Regions from separate parts of the Rattus norvegicus genome. Here region 2 is linked to region 1. Evidence: chromatin contacts called from public Hi-C data. All regions are on one chromosome and are shown on one strand. The core of a region is the stretch at or near the end of the contact, and the rest is flanking DNA. Distances in the headings are between cores, read along the strand shown.

The links. Hi-C and Micro-C count contacts between places; a contact is called where the count stands out from the background.
Region 2: a contact with region 1 is called in a Hi-C map of frontal cortex, with 2.5 times the contacts expected there. The contact joins the enhancer-like site here to the promoter of Lrp12 in region 1. A contact is called at or near these places in 3 of 12 Hi-C or Micro-C datasets (frontal cortex, hepatocytes and liver).

Annotation. Positions count from the first base shown.
Region 1 is chr7:72,894,869-72,900,579 of GRCr8, reverse strand. Lrp12 (LDL receptor related protein 12) reads left to right here and starts at 3,524. Exons shown (of 7, transcript NM_001134883.1): 1 at 3,524-3,686. The coding sequence starts at 3,608.
Region 2 is chr7:73,039,965-73,046,174 of GRCr8, reverse strand. No RefSeq gene overlaps it. Among named protein-coding and RNA genes, the nearest start is that of Lrp12, 150 kb to the right of the region's middle. Within about 2 kb of position 1,399, at least 27 of the 93 cell types and tissues checked have an H3K27ac peak or open chromatin away from gene starts, as enhancers often do.

The DNA.
Region 1 (5,711 bases), core at 2,275-4,774:
GCAGCAGATACAAGGGTCTGGCTTGACAATCAAGAAGCTCAAGATATGAGGACAAAGCTAAATAGGCCAGGATTTGCTATGTGATGCGGAACCAGCATTATGCTTTGACTGTAGTTCCAGTGGTGGATGCCAGAGCACAGAACAGAATACGTAACCACAGTAAACGTGCTGAGGAGCTGGTGTTCAAATCTCCAGGATCGCTAGCTTGTATTATTCCACTCCAATAAAGCATTTTCATAGGAAGAGTTCCCACTTGTTTAATTACCGTCTTTAATATTTTCCTGGTAGTTATATGTATTATTCACTTACTTTTCTTTTGAAAAATAATACTTCAGTGCTGGGGAGATGGTTTGTCTTTTGTTTGGAAGTGTGCGAAGAAGAAAACCCACACATCGAATTTCTAATAGAAGACGATGCTCAGAGTGCTACATTTAAATCCTCAGTGTTGGGAGACCCTCAAGTGCTACCAATAGAGCACGGTTTACAATCCTCGAGATGAATTTTTATCCATGACATGAGTAGAAATTAAACCGTAGGTGGTAGTAAACAAAGGAGAAAGAGATCTTTAGAATTTAAAAGGAATTTGATTATTTTAGGGCATATTGCATAACGTGGAAGAGTGTAGCCCTTTCCAAAATACGCCAACGGAAAAGAAGTCCACAGACCTCTGCACTCCTCATTGTCTGTTCTTGAGGAGTATGAGACTCACTTGGAAAAGCATTAAGAAGCAACTCGGAGTGCCTTTAGTGAAATTTTCTTAAACTTTAATGGTTGACAGAGTTCTTTCAGAGTCTGTGGAAATAATCTCCCTATGAAAAGTACATGAACACAGAAACTTCAAACCATCTCAGAAGGCATAAAAGATCTCTTAAAGCTCTTTTATGGATATAAGGAGCCAGAAGAAATTTGTTTCTTAAAAGCATGGTTTGTGCTTTATAGGCTACAAATCCAAACTGTCCATGCATAATAAGTGCTCCACTCAATGAAATGGTTACCAACACACACTTCTTTACAGCCAGAGTTTTCACAGATTTCAAAATGCTTCTTCATACGACCCAGTTGATGTATAGCCAAGAGAGCCAGGAAGGTAGGCTGGGCAACATAAGAGTGGTTTTCCTGTCCAGTGCCTGAGAACATGTTACTCTATTACACGTTGCTTAACAACACCTGAGGGTCTACTAGAATTATTTTAAGGAAAAATATTCTCTTGTAAGTTGTATCCTTAGAACTACTTACGGGGCCCCTCTCTGAATCATCTAAGATAGCGAAGAGTGACAGTTTTTAAAGTTTCAGAAGTTGTGCACGGTTTCATCTGAAATGCTTGGAACTTCAAAATCCTGTGTGTGGGGGACAGTTGCAGTTATAGGCTTGCTTTTTAGCATGTGAGTTCCAGTGCTCACTGCTTTGGAGCACTTCAGAGTTTACGGATTGGAGATGCATAGCCTGTATTTGGTGGGGGTGTCCTTGAGACTATTTCAAGGGAATATCTTTTTTGGTAATTTGCAGATCTTTGTGAGTTTGAATTTCTTAATATACTTCAACCAAAACAACATATTGTAACAGATTGGCTTCAGAAACAGATATGGGAATCCAGATGTTTTCAGCCAGATGCAAAGGCGATCTGTAAAAATAGAAACTACACCACTTTTCTATTTGTTTTCAAGATAGTAACATGGGCTCTTGTGTCTTATTTGAAAAGAATTAAAAATAGTTAAAACTTCGATTTTAATTTCTTAAGTAGTTCTCCAGAGTCCTCATTAAAATTTAAGAACACTAAAGGGGCTTAGATAACGAGAGCTTGATTATTTGACAAGTCGAAGAGGCAGCTCAGTAGATGGGCAAGTGTTTGTGGAGGAGTGAAGGCGAAAGAGTAGTCGGGGTCCTGTGTGTCAGGCGCCATGTGTCTCCCCTTGAGACAGAGTTCCTTGAATGGCACTAAAAGACATGGGGTAGGAGATGCATGCAGTCCATGGAGTCTACCTTTTCATTGTGTTTGTAGCCTGGCCCAAATACAATTAACAGAGCTCGGAAAGCAAAAACAAAAACAAGTGATCAGTGTGTAGTATCGTAAAACAAGGACTGTTATCTGCTGATTGTAGAATCAGGAACAACAAAACTGCTGTGTTCTCAACAAAGAGAATGGGACAAAATTTCCGGAGTCCAGGATTTTTGTTTACTGCCCTTTTGTAAAAGATTTCTTAATTATTAACTTTCCTCGTCTGTAGTACAATTTCAGGGGGTCGTTAAAGGGTCAAATAAGCAAGAGATACAAGAAAAATCTAATGCCCCACCCCCACCCCCAGGCATATATTAAAATTCAACATAACTGGTACTAAGCATTTTTGCTTGAGTTTCCGGTTACTGTGAAAGTGCTTGACTTTGGGATGGGGGAAACAAAGTCTGTAGAACACGTTTGGGATAATTTAACTTCTTCAAGTCTCATTAACTTATCTAGAACGTGGATAATATTCATTTCACAAGGTTGTCGGGGACCAAAGATAGCCTGTGTCACAGGGTATGGGCACAAGGTATTACTGATCTTCAACGAGTCATGGACAGTGTCGGTAACCGGCAAGGACAGCAGGCAAAACGGTGCAGACAACACTTTAAACAACGTGAAGGTCTGGTGCGCCAGTGTGTCCCCACAGATAGAAGCGCTATGGGTACTTAGGGGAAAGAAGTGTCATACTTGTAAGGAGCTTGAAGGAGGCTTGGGGGTATCGGGGATATCCCTCTTTCCACGTCCAGACCGTAGGTCCACTCCACCCCATCCCACGAGTGTCAAAAGGGCCCTCTCGGCTTCCCTGCCAGGTTAGAAGCGCAGGACCCTGTAGCCCGGCGGGATGTGTCCGCCAGAGCCTTTGGCTAAGGTTTCTACACTCGGTTATCCACGTGGACCTACGACCCTGCAGAGCCAATTTCAAGTGGAGCCAGCAGGGTTGGGGGTCACAGCTCGGAACTTCCAAGTTCACAGCCTCCCTCCCACCCCTCCTTCCTCCACTCATAGCCCATCAGCTCGAGGATCTTCGGGGTGGGCCCCAACACCAAGGCCGGGAACTATGGCGGAGCTCGGTCAGAGAACACCCTCTTCATCCCCCAGCCCCGGTGCCCCGGGAACCCAGCGGCCGGCTGGGTTCGTGTGCTCGCACATCGATTGGCACTGCCTCGCTACTCGGGCACCAGGAGCGGCGAAATCGGCGCGAGCTCCGCCGAGTCCAGGGGAGCACGGGGCGGGAACCAAAGCAGGCGGGCCAGGGGATTGCCGAGTGCACGGATGAGCGCCGGTGCCGGCTCGCGCTCAGTCTGGCGGGTGGCGGCGCCGGCTGGTTGTGCGGCGCGAGGCCCGAGCCCCGCAGTCGCCGGCCCTGTCGCTTCCCGCAGGAGCGCGCGTTGCGCGTCCCTGCCCCCGGGAAGGCCGGCCCGCTAGGGGCTCGCGCGGCCGACGCAGGACCGGCGGGAGGGAGCGCGCGCGGGCGGCCCCGCCCCTCCCCCTCCGCCGCCGCGGAGCGCGCAGGGAGCAGCCAGGGGCTCGGCGGCGGCGGCGTCTGGCCCCAGCTCCTCCTCCTCCTCCTCCTCCATCTCCTCGCTCCCTCCATCTGCCGTGGGTATGGCCCGTCGCTGGAGCACAAAGGAGTCTCCGCGGCGGGGGTCGGCGTGGCTCTTGCTTTTCCTCGCTGGGGTGTACGGTAAGTGTCCGCCTCCCCGCGCCCCGCTGACCGAACAAAGCTGGGGCGACCCCGGGGCCCCCAGGCCTCCAGGACGGGCTGTGCTTGGGCGACCCGGGGAGACCCTGGTTGCCGGCGGGACAAAGACCCACGCGGGGTGTTCGGGGAGGGTTGTCTGCCCGCGGGGATGCGGAGGACCGCTGGCCGTCGCCGACCCTTCGGGGCGATGGAGGCGGGCCGGTCCGAGCTAGGGATCCTTGCGGAGCGGCGGCATGCGGGTGGACTCCCTAGCCCGGCGCAAGGGCCCGGGCGGCTCGCTCCTCTAGCGCTCGCTGCCGGGTGTACAGCTCTCGCGCACAAAGATGTGACCGTGAGACTGCGAAGGGGAGGTCGCCTCCGGGACGGTCCTGCCCCAGAACCTTTCTGAGGCACGAAGTTCTCTTCTCTGTGTAATTGCTGTTGCACCCATCTCTCTTGGTCCCCACTCCCTCCAAAAGCACCCCAATTGTTTCCTTCCCACCCCTCCACCTCTGCGCCTGGGGCTCTGTGGGTCTGGGGCGTGTAGGATCTTGTTCCCCAGTAACTGCACTCAAGAGAAGGCCAGAAAATAGTTTCCAGCCCCACCTCCGTCTTTCTCTATTGGGGCATACAAGTCTGCCCTGACTTCCAGTTCACTTGTCATTTTATCTCTGCCCTCTGATACTGTTGTGACTGTTACCTCATTCCGGTCTGTGATCTGGTTAAGGATACTTCTTTAAGGATTGCAGGCTGATTGTGTGTCACGACCGTGCTTTGTATGAAGTAGAGCTAAGGGGAATTAAAAGGACAGCTCACCACTTGAGACCTGAGCTTGAGCGTTGACTTCACCATCCTTAGTTCTCATGAGTTGACTCTTTGAATGGGTATTGCAGAGAACACAATTAATATATCCATTTTGGAGTACTGGTTTGAGTTCTCCAGAAAAACAAACAGAAGCTATTTGGTCTTTTTGTTTGTTTTTTTGTTGTTGTTTTTGTTTTTGTTTTTTTGGGGGGCGGTAATTTTTTTCTTATACAAAGTCCACGTCATTTGCCACAAATAGTGATTCAGTAGTACAATGGCAGTGGTTTCTGTCAACATATAAATAACATATATTCCCCAGTATATGGTAGCATCTTTTTTGAAAGCAGTTATCTGTGGAATTGACTATGATGGTAACTTTCAAAGCTTGAGACTTCACATTATATGAAAAATATAATGGACTTAAATTGGCATTTCCTGGCAGCTAAGAAATGGTAATCTTTTCAGTATAATTCAGGATGTGTTGCTCCCTTACTCACGTGGTGTGTTATTTTTTCTGAGGACGATGGATTCATCCACATTTGATGTAGTAACTGTCAACGATGTGGTTGTGTGGGACCTGAAAACCCAGTACATGACTTTTCACCATTAGTTCTATCCCTGCTTGGCTGATGACTTGTGGGTTTGGGTCTACACCAGAGATCAATAAGCTATTATGTTCTGTTTTTTTCTAGCCGGGGGGTGAGTATAGTTCTTCTCTAGGTTTGGTATAATGGCCCAGGAGAAAGGAAAGTGAGAGGCATCTTTAATCTAGGGTGATTAGGAATGTCCAGTTGTGAATGTTACAGTTGTGCACTGTAATCAGAATTGAGTTTATGTGACGTCTGATCAGACTAAATAAATAAGCTGAGTCTTCAGAAAACGCATGCCATTGGTGTTTGATCCTTTGCCTTCAGAGGCTGTAAAGCAGTATTGGTCCTGGTGTATTCTTTTATACTGAAACACAAAGTGGACTTCTGGTAGGTACTGCACAAAGGTTTATCTCTTGGGCGTTTGTGTTCAGTGAGGAATTGAAGTCAAAGGCCAAAACTCCTTTTCCCACCGTTGTGGGACCATAGTTATAAAGCTGTCAGGTGATTACCCCAGAGGTCGATGTCTCCAGCCACATGGGTTTCAAATGATAAGGAAATAAGAGGCAGTAGGATGGGCAAAACATTGAACTGTATTGACAGAGCTAAACAGAACTCTTCATCCTGAAGCCAGGAG
Region 2 (6,210 bases), core at 150-2,649, 150 kb before region 1:
ACAGCCATACTCTCTAGTAAACCAAGAGATAGACAGGTTATTATCAACCGTGCTTCTGACTTCTAATAATGATGTCATCTCTGGTTGCCACACTAACCTCCTTAAAGTGATTGTCCTGTTGCAGACTCCATATATACACAGCTGTCTTCGCTCACAGACGTGTTAGCCTGCCCTGCATGCTGTAGAGATCAGACCCTCCATGCTCCCCATCCCTCCCATCCCTCCCTTCCCTCCGGACACTCTTCTAGTCACTATCAAAAATTTGCCATCACCAAAATGGGACCTAACCTTGTTTTTTCTTCCATTTTTCTTTACAAAATACAGTAACATGTATCATCCAAAATACATCAGAGGCCCTACCCTCGGGAACTAGATGCTATCAGTAACTGACTGAGGACAGACTTTCTCAGTTTAAAACGCCTGGAGTACCATTCACTATAGATACAGTCCTTTGGTGACTTCTCAGACAATTGATCCCAAGTGAATCGATGACTATAAATCAGTTTCCCGTTGATTCGAGTGTCATATCTGTATACACACTGGCCCTCTGAAATTTCTTTTGTATCTCAGTGCTGTCTATTATGGTATTTACGGATATAAAAGTATATTGTCACCTCACATTGAACTTGGAGGTATTGGCTGTACGTGATGTAAAAAGACTGTTTGAAAACCAGGTAACAGAATTTATGCTTACTTTTTTTTTTAAATGATAGGGAACCTGGGTACTTAAATTCAAGGTAATGAAACACCAATTCCAAGCTTTAGTTAGACTACAAATCCAGCATATTATAACCCAAGCTGCTTCAGAGTGAGGGACGGCTCTGCTGGTTTCCTTCTCCTTCACTTTGCTGCTGGTAACCTTTTATGGCTGCAAGGCAGGAGCCATGTCTCCGTACACTCTATATGAAATCAGTTCCAGGCTGGAGAATTTTTAAACACTCCTTGTTTTTCACAAGTCACATTTCAAAAGAGAGAACATTTGCATATTCAACGTGAAATCCCATGGAAAGACGCCTCCTTGCCCAGTTTTAGAGAGTAATTATTTCTACATTTCTGAACTGGCGACACCTTCAGAGTGTCAGCTCAGATGCATAATAGACATAGGTATTAATTAGCCACTCTAATTACGGGGCTTGTTTAGACTAATCGAGTGACGCAATAAACAGCTTCAATCTGTTGGTTGGATTTTTCACGAACAACTTAGAGTCAAACAGGAACTTGTTATGACTAGTGTATTGCACAAACACAACTTGCTATTGAGAAAGCCCTTCTGTGTTCCCCGAATACAGGCCCTCGCTCACAAAGCTGGCTCTACAGCCAAGTCTGCCTCCAAAGGTACTTAGAAGAAAGGCCTTTCTGTATCACGGTGGAAAATCAATACTGCATGCCGGAGGGGAAAGGTGGAGAGTTAAAGCGTCCTCTTCACACCACACAGGCGAGTAAACACCACCGTGGGCTTGGGTGCTTGAGACAGTGTGGCACAGACCTGTGGGCTGGTAGACAGACGGAATAGAAGCCTCCTCAGATCAGAACAGAGCCGATCTGAGCAGCCGGGCAAGCCGGTGCCCTCAGCCCTGAAGCTGGCACTGCTTAGCCTCGTGCCTCATCTAATTTGATTTCAGTGCAACTGCGAGTCTGTGTGTGCCTGCAAAATTGCATAATTTGCCATTTCCCCAGCTGTTATCCAGCAAAGCTATTCTTTGCACACCGATTTGCCTGGCTGCTAATAAGCCCACAGGCAGAGGAGGAGGGAAGTTTGCACATCACTTGGTGTCCTCAGCTTTTCCTATCCTCAAGATACCCATCCCGCCCACGTTTAGAGACAAGCAAAGGCCGGTGAGCCCTTCTTCGGTGACCATCTACACTTTCTGAGAAAGACATTTTTTATGGCCCTTTTGTCTAAAGTAGATATGCCTCTTGCTGCCCCCACCTACCCCACTCCCGAAACACAGGCTTTCCTCCTCCTTTCTGCCTCTCCCGCGCTGTTCTGTTACTTTTCCTGAGACACCCTGGTATTTCTGGCTTCTGCCCACATTGAGTCAGATCTCAGTAGGGCTGAGGAGAGGTTCTAGAGTCATTATCAAAGCCAAAGGTAGGCAGGCTCTGACAGCTCTTCACAACCCACTTCCTCGGGCTAGTATTTTTCTCTTACACTGAGGATAAAAGGAGCCTCTCAGATGTCCCTTTGCAGGGAACAGTCTGAAAATGGGACTTTGAGAATATAACGCACTGCTCATTCTCGGGGGAAGGAGACATTCGTAGCACATCCTTTGTTCTACCACAAAGCTCCCCAGTACCCTAGAGGTAGATGGAAGGCCACACTACTCAAGGCACACTCCAGATAACTGAAAAGCCCAGCAGGATGGGCTCACACAGAGGACTGACTGAGGACCCAGCTGAGGCCTGGGCTGAAGTCAGGACCAGCCCCTCTCCTGCAGTTTCAGTCAAACTCCCTGAGCTCAGCGGGAACCAAAGACTTTTCTACTGATCTTTTCAGCTATTAATCAGCCAGTGTAAAATAAGATGTAAGATGCCCTGATATTAAAATATGCATTAGTAATGTTGGGTTGTAGCATAGAAACAGCGGAAATGTGTATCTGTTCTCTGGTTTATGCCATGGATATACTTTTTTGTTTTTGATTTTTAATGCAAAATAATTGTATCCCCCACCACAGCCCCACCAGAGTACACACACACACACACACACACACACACACACATGCACACAGACACATACACACACATACACGCACATATACACACATGCACACACACATACACACATACACACATACACACACATACACACACATAAACGCACATACATGCACATACACACACACACACACACACACACACACACACACACACACACACACACCCTCTACTACCTAACCACATTCCCCAGCCTGAATTCCACTGTAAAAATCAAATCACCCTGATATTTTCATGAGTGCAAAATACTTAGAATGTTTATGCAACACAACATTTCTGGCTTCTACAGTTTACTTATGCATTTTTCAAGAATGTATTTTCTCACTTTAAAATGGGCATGCAATCACATATTTCTGCAGATAGAACATTCTGGAAATGATTCTCAACCAGTCTATTGCATTGCTCCTGAAGCCTAGATTTTGATTATTTGCAGCAAAATTCTGGGGTACCTCAGTATATAACTAGTGAGTTCCTTACAAGACCTTTTACCTCTCGATTATTGATGAAAACTATGTCTGCTTTAATTTACATTAGAGCAATGGCAAGGTCTTTGCCATCTGTCCTAGCAAGATCATTGTCACTTGCTTGAAGCTATACCATTTCTTAAGGCAAGAAGTTCTGTGGGGGAGGATAAGCATTTCATCTAGATTTCTGGGGAAGCCCTCCCTCTAGCCATGAGTGGACAGAGACATTTTAGTATATTTAATACACTCTAGTACTGAGTTTCCAATTGTTGCTGATTTTTATAAATGAAACCAGCTTATTTTTAATATGACATTTCCCCTTTGGAAAAATGTTTGCATATGGCCCAAATGATCCCTTGCGTTTGCTGAGCTGAAGAAGCTCCCTGGAGATTAAGTTTGTAGTCACCAACATATTCAATGACTATTTCGTGCTTTTGTTATTCTAGCAAAATGTCTCCCAGCATCCATTAAGAACGACCCTGCCTTCCTACTTCACCCTTATCTCCTGTTCTGTTTCCAGGGATAGTTCAGGGTTGTCTCTCCTGCATCTGATTTCTCTCATGTGACATCTGTAAACCTCTAGGCGGCAGCGTCTTTGTAAACTGCTTCAAGGACCAGCTTTGATTTCTCTCCTATGCCTTTCCCTGCCTGCCATGTGTTGCCTACATTGTATCCAGTGTGAAATCTCTGTACTAGGGCCATCTCCTCACTCACAGAGCTGCCACGGGCCTGGCTGACAGACAGTCGCAGTCACCAGGTTTCAAGCTCAGGGACAGAGCTGCAAAAGCACCCCCAAACGTTTCCAAGGTCCTCAGATACTAAAATAAAAAGTGAAGAACAAATTTAGGAGATAATTGGCAAGTGGCAGAAATGTCCCCTAAGGTGAGTCAGTGGGTTTATTTTATTGGGGTTATCTGTCAGGTTCATTCCAAGATGAATGTTTGCCTTGGACCAGAGGAGATGGCCATGCTCGGTCATTCAAGCATTCATACTTACATACTTCACCCACACTGCACTTCCCTCTTGTTAGCACACACTGTGGTGTGGTGCAGTACATGGGAAACAGCACTGCAAGCCAAATGGGGAAAGGCGGCTGCTGTTTATTTGCTAGTGAACATGACCATGGGCGAGGAATGTAACAATCTAAGCCTAAGATTCAAAAGACGGTTTGTTCGAAATGTCAGCTCCATTACCAAGTTGTTGCCAAGATTGAGGCCAAGGAGAAATTCAATAAAGAGGAAATTCAATATCTGAAGTTTTTTGCAAGCTAGACCATAGTCCCCAAATATTCACTAACATGTTAGCATCATGTTGTGGATCTGATTGTGTCTCCTCAAATTTGTGTGCTGAAGCCTGGATTTAGAGACAGGCATTTAGAGACAGGATCTACAGGATCTGTAAAGGTTAAGTTGAATGTCTAAGTGTGGGGGACCCTAATCCCATGGGCCTGGTATCCACATAAGAAGTGGAAAAGTACCAGGCACCATTCTATCTCTGCACATTGCTAAGCCAGGAAGATGCACAAACAAGAAATGGATTCTTCCAGAAACTTGAACGTGTATTTCTAATTCAGTGAAGAAATCAAATTCCACTGTGGAATTTTGTTTGGCAGCCTCAGCAGACTAATAAACACGCTGAATGAAAGAACTTTGTCATGATTTGTCCTTCTAGCCTTTACACGTAACTCAGGACCTAGTAGGCAATTGTAAGATGAACCAGTCTATGAAAAATGGTGATGTTTTTTTCTTTTAAATGCTATTAGATTTAAAGAAAAACAAAGAAAATTGGTCTGCTAATGTGAAAAAGAAGAAAGAAAAATTGAACTTCAATTTACATTTCAAATGTTATTATCATTTTAAATGTTATTGTAAGCCTAAGAAATTGTATACAGAATCCCACATCTTCCAGGCTTTATCTTGTATAAAATCTCTATGTGCCCAGGTGAAGATATGCTTTTACCTCCTGACTTCATCCCTTAAGGGCATGAGAAGCATTGCAAGCATTGTTGTGTCGAGTCTAGGAGCTCCTCCTACATTCAAACGTTGCCTCCTCCTCCTCTTCATCTTCCTTCTCCTCCTCCTCTTCCTTCTCCCCTCTTTTCTATCTCTTTTATCCTTACCTTCCCTAGTAATTGACCGTGCTTGTTCTTAAATCAGCTCTGTAAAGAATACATACAAAACCTGATAGAAATCTCTAACTGACATTGAATTGTGCACTTAAGTTATTTTTTTCTTATTTTCTCACACAATCTCAATGATATTATTAAACCTCACAAAATGTGTTCTCTTTTTGTCTAACACTCAGCTCATTCAAATTTCTCTAAAAGGTATGGAAATGTCTTTTTGTGGTCAGCTTATGTAGGCAAAGTCCATTTGCAGGTGCTGCTGTGTTAGGAGAGGAATTCCAGCTTGGTTATTCTGCAGCCTCAATGCAAGCGAGGCATAGGGCTCAGTGGGTACTCTCGGAACCTTGTTCACACTCTAGATAATTCTCAAGCACATCCACCTGACAACCACTGTCATGGCTCCTATCCACAAAATATAAACAGGATACACCTTTACCTTCAAAAGTCTAATATCTTCAAAGTCCAGATGAACTACGGTGAATACTTGAGGTCCTGGGTTAATGCTACCAATCTGAGTCACATAATCCTCATATCTGCTGACCTCTCTTAGACGTGCTATGGCTATCCATGGTTGTCAACTTGACTACATTTGGAATCTGTTAAAATTCAAGAAACTTGTGAGGGATCTCTCTTGGCGGGGATCCCCACCCTAAATCTCAATTATTTAAGGTCAGAAAATAGCACCCTAAATCTGGGCCACCCCTTTCTGGTGGCAGTGTACATAAAAGTTCATGGAAGAAGGAAGCTCTCCCTGTTTGCCCACTTGCCCTCCTTCTCATCGGCAAGTTCGCCCATCCTGCTGATGAATCATTCCTTTGCTGGTATGAGAACTTACTCAGGGCTTCGAAGTGAAATGAAGACCAGCACAGACATCAGCCTCGTGGGTGAATTGAACCAAACTCTTGG